Regions from separate parts of the Arachis hypogaea genome. Here region 2 is linked to region 1. The links are chromatin contacts, called in public Hi-C maps. All regions are on one chromosome and are shown on one strand. Each heading gives the region's core, a stretch centred on a gene start, on an enhancer-like site or on the middle of the called end of the contact. The rest is flanking DNA. Distances are from core to core; before and after follow the strand shown.

What was found. Hi-C and Micro-C count contacts between places; a contact is called where the count stands out from the background.
Region 2: a Hi-C map of an unstated tissue shows a contact between it and region 1, with 4 times the contacts expected there. The contact joins the promoter of LOC112706394 here to the enhancer-like site in region 1. A contact is called at or near these places in 2 of 8 Hi-C or Micro-C datasets (leaf and an unstated tissue).

Annotation. Positions count from the first base shown.
Region 1 is chr8:17,343,182-17,345,881 of arahy.Tifrunner.gnm2.J5K5, forward strand. No RefSeq gene overlaps it. Among protein-coding and RNA genes, the nearest start is that of LOC112706392, 14 kb to the left of the region's middle. Within about 2 kb of position 1,385, at least 3 of the 3 cell types and tissues checked have open chromatin away from gene starts, as enhancers often do.
Region 2 is chr8:17,380,575-17,383,274 of arahy.Tifrunner.gnm2.J5K5, forward strand. LOC112706394 (branched-chain-amino-acid aminotransferase 2, chloroplastic) reads left to right here and starts at 1,418. Exons shown (of 9, transcript XM_025757689.3): 1 at 1,418-1,828. The coding sequence starts at 1,736.

The sequences.
Region 1 (2,700 bases), core at 135-2,634:
AAAATATAAATTAAAATTTATAATTATTTTTAATGTCTTATTTTAGTTATATCAAGTATTTAAAATATTTTTTGTTTTAATAAATAATAATATATATTATATCTAAATTTATTTTAAAAATATATATTAAGAATAAGATTGGACACGCTGACATGTGATGGTATTTAGATATGTCTAAACGTGTCTAGAGAATAATTTTTTATTTTTCATTAAGACATAGATGGATACCGCAAACACGCGTGTCAAATGAGTATCGGTGAGTGTCGTGTCTGAAAAATGTCTAACACACGAACACGATAATTTAACAAAATATCCGTGCTTCATAGATCGTTTCACTACAAATAAAAAATTTTGCCTAAATTCAATCTCGTGTACATTTATATATCACATTCCTAAATAGTGTTTCTTTATGGTTAGAGATGTAGACATGGTTTATTGGTTCTAGTTTATATTTGTATAGTTCAATAGTTGGATGGTTTCCGTAATAAACTAAAATGGAGTGGGAACAGTAGAGTAGCGATGTGGCATATACCATTCACAACCCAACAACTACGATGCCGTTGAATAGCACATTTAAATTTGGTCTCAGCCGTTCACGTGTGTCTGTGTCAGTTTCGTTTGGAAGTTGATGGTAGGTATGTGGATCGTCAAGTGAATAGGAGCGAAAAGTGATGCTAAATTATACCGGTTTTATTTCAAAAATTATTTTTAATATAAAAAGAGAAGTGGTGTTTTAATTGAATATTGATATTTAAAGTATATTATAGTGTTGTGAAAATTATTCAACATGCCCCTATGTGTTGCACCACGTTTTTCACGTGTTGGCTAAGATACTGCCACGTGTTCAACACGTCCCCACGTGTTGGCTAGAATGCTGCCACGTATTCACCACGCGTCTCACGTGTCACGCCCCCACGTGTTGATTTTCCACAAAAAAAATTCACCCATCTGTAATTACATCAAATATTTTCATTTTTAACAAAAATTCTAATATTTTTTTCATACAAAAAAAATTAGCCGTTTTATTTTATGAGTTTAACGGAGGATTTGTTAAGAGGAGTGTTAGAGAGACATCAATTTTTGTGATTTGTAGCCATCAAGTAGTCATTAATGACGATTTTAATGGTGTGAGATTCGTTTGAGATTTCATCCAACGGCTCACTCTTCTTTGCTGGTTACATGCTAGCCAGAATTTAATAAAATTGCTGATCCTATACTTTTCTATTCGTTAATAGTAATTTGGTGGCACCAAACAATTTTAGACAAGTGGGTGCATTTAGAAGAAGCTGGAAGTGCATTAATTTGTTAGTTTTTGTAGTTGTTGTGAAAGAAAGGAAAAAGCTAACAACGGGAAATGTCACTATCAAGAGTGAAGAGAGGACGGGTGTTCCATGTGTCTTTCTTCATTCATTGATGTGCGTGTAAGTAAGTGCATTTCCACCGTCACTTGCGTGCGTTTGGTTGGTCTTTATGTCCACAAAATACATGGACACCATGGTATATGTTTATGGACTGTTTATTTAGACATAAATTTTCTATGTATATAGTGATACACAAATATACATAAAATATATTTTTAGTATCTTTTTTAATTAAAATTGAAATATAATTTGTAAAATATAAAATTTTATATTTTTTATTATTTTTTTCTTTTTTTGCATCGTCACATTTATTATTGTTATTAGCAATCATCTTTTGTTATATATATTCATTTTTATTATAATGTTGTTTGGATTTATTCGTGTCTTTCGTCAGTATTTCTATGAGAAAAGTATAAAATACACTAATTTAATATTTTTATATATAATATATATATCCATGTCTTATCTGTCAAACATATTTTTGTGTCTGTGTTTATGTATTTTAAATACACTAACCAAACAGAACCTATCATTCCTAGAATTCAATCGGAATCAGATTAGACTATCTCATTTGTCATTGTACTATAATAAAGTTAATTCTTTTATAGTTAAATAAAAAATATAAAAATTGATCATTAAAAAATTGAAATTGAATATTTTAATTTTTTAAAAATATATTATTTTAAAAATTTTGAGATGGAATAATCTTATATGTAAATTTATTAAAAATTTACTTATTTAACATACATACTAACCAATGTGTTATAACTCAAGTAATATAATCTTTTTATACTCATCTAGAGATCGTGGATTCGAGTCTCACTCCTAACTTTGAGAAAAAAAAACATACATACTAAAAATTTTATTAAAAGCGATGATAGAATAATTAATTTGTATGACTACTAATGCTAATAAATTTTAGAATATTTTTAAATAAAAAAATTTTGGGAATCAAAATATTTAATTTAATCTTTTTAAATACTATAATTTAAATATTCACTAAAAAAATTCTTATTAGTCATAGTCTATTTTTGGAATTAAATGTGTTATCGACAAGGTTACGTGAAATAAAAAAAGTAAATTAAGTATATAAAACGTAAAATTTTAACAAGATTTAACTCGTAAAATCGTTAGACCTAGTAAAAATTTCGTAAAATTGATTGACTCATTTAAAATCGTAATATCGAAATATTTTAAGAATTAAATCGAAATTCTAGCTACTATAGTTATTAATAAAATTATTTATTTATAATGAATAAAAAAACAGGGTCATATACTTCTTTTAGATAAGACGTGTTTGGATCAGAATACTTTTCATACTTTTTGTTGGAAATGTTTC
Region 2 (2,700 bases), core at 168-2,667, 37 kb after region 1:
AGATACTTTTTTGAGTATTACTTTTAACTTTTACCGTAATTGAACTAAATTGAAATTAAAATTTATATTAAATATAATTTTTAAAATAATACTAGTATCATGAGATATTGTATTATTGAAAAAAATTAATATAATACAATTATTTGTATATTTATTAAATTTATTAAATAAATATTATAATATTATTAATAAATTAAAATAAGATTAAATATTAGATTTATAATTTTTATCTTAAGTGTAAAATTATTTTTTATAATATATAATTTTATAAATATTTATGTAATATCTTATAAAATTTAAAATAAAATAAGACTAAAATAAAGTATCGATGATACTGTTAAAGTTGATATAATTTTTTTCTAATAATATCATATACTTGACTTTGACCAAGCTGACCATTCTTTTTGGAATTACAAGAAACGTCTTCTTAAACACGTGTTATATATATTTTTATATAAAAGTAGACCAAAATTTGATGGATAGTGACGAGGAAGGATTGAAATCCATGATAAGTGAAAAAAAAGGAAGATAAGCCAGTTGTAATGGTTATGGAAAAAGGGATTAAGTATTGCTTATTAGACTAGAGGCTCGATTATATTATATAGAAAAATAGAGAAGATGAAAATTTTGACGTGTGTTATTAGTTACAAGATAATGTCAAATATAAGTATTTAAAGAATTTACATAATAAGAGTTTGAAGTTGAAGTACAAATTAAATTTACACCAAAAAGGTTTTAAATCTATTGTTAGAAAATAATTTTAATTTTTTAATTTGTTTGTGAGTAATATATATATATTAATTATAATTATAAATTATGTTATTTTAAATTAAATAATTTATATAATAGTGATTTTATTTATTGTTTTAAATATTAAATTGAATAAGTCATTATTACTTTTGATTTTGAAATTAAATGAGAATAAAATTAAATATTATCTTTTAAATTTTAGATATATTATCTTTGATACTTTAGATACTATTTTATTTGAGTTTTAGGATTTGGTGTTATGCTATAGGTTTTCGGTTTTCAATATATCAAAATCATATTTGTCGTTCTTTCCCATCAAAAAAATCACAATTTAATCGCCTAAGATTCAGAAGGCTTTAGTTGAAAAAAATCGAAAAAACTAAAAAATCAAAATTCTTTTATCAATTTCTAACTTTTATAAATAAAAATACACTTCTGCATTATGATATATTTTTAATTATTTAATATAAATAATTTAGATTATTGAAATTAACTTATTTCAACATTTATAACCAATAAAATTAAATTTAAAACTGTCCTCTAAAGCTTCCAATAATAACAAAAATGATCACGCCAATTCGCATTCACCAGGTAACTACGAGCAAAGCGGATATGGACTGACGTGGATATATTATAGGCATATTGGTCATGGGGGCATTTTGGACGTGTACTACTACTGCCAACTCCTTCCTATCCATTTTCCCATAATTTCTCCAATATATATATATATATATATATTAAATATTTAAATTTAAATTAAACTACACACACTTTCCATATGCGTGCGTTGTTCCAAAAGAGCGAACAAAAATCCACCACCAAAGTTGGGTCGCGTTGTATAAATATTGGAACGCATGGTTCCGTGTTACAATTGCCATATGCGAAGGCATTGATCAGAGCTTATCTTTTTTCACTTCACAGATCCTGAGCTTCATCCTTCTGCTAATTACCCTTCCTACCATATTAATCTAAACTACCTACCACCATGATTCGAAGAGCTCTATGCTTCCCCAGTTTCATCAGGAAATCGCTGCTTATTCCACCCGTTATTTCTCCTTATTCTAATTCTTCCTCCAAGGTTATCTTTCTATCATCCTTCTATTAATTTCTTTATTCTTTTTTCCCCGCTGTTTTTTCGTTTGTGATCTATTAGTCATTCAATTGTGATGCTGCTGCATGTGTAACGTTAATGTTATACTGTAGGGTGAAAACTCTGATACAGATAATTTCACGTGTAAGTTAATAATTGAGAATTATTAAATAAAAATTGGTGGAAATTTAAATACAATCGATTAATAATTAAAAATCGTTTAATAAAAATTTAGTCAAATCAATCAAATTATTTAATAACTCTCGATTATCAACTTTACTCGACTACACCTACATTTTTACCATAAAATTTTTTTAGTTAAATTAATCAAATTATTTAATAATTTTTAACTACTAACCTCACCTCAAATTTTCATCTTTATTATAGTTCATTGATAACAATTCATCAATCTCTTTCTCTCTCTCTATTGTTTGCTTTTCCGTGATTCGACATGCAAGCTCGTCTTTGCTTCTTCTTTCCTCGGTTTCTCACTCTGATTCGTGACTCATTGTGATGGTGTCAGTTTCTACGATAATATATTTTTATGTAGGTAGAGGTTCACGTACAATTATTTTTTATCTAAAATATTATTATTTTCTTTTTGAAAGTTCTTTATATTGTGATCTATTTATCAGATAAGATAAGTTATTTAAATATATATTTTTTAAATATATTTTTGTTATATTATTAAAATAATATTTAAAATATATAAATAATGTAACTATGTAAGTATGTAACTAATAATTGTCACACTATTATAGATGATATATCTTATTTCTATTTAAAAATTCTATTGTGCAATAATTGAATTTTTCTCTTTTTTTTAAAAAAAAATAGCCCTTATATATAATGTCTTTGTC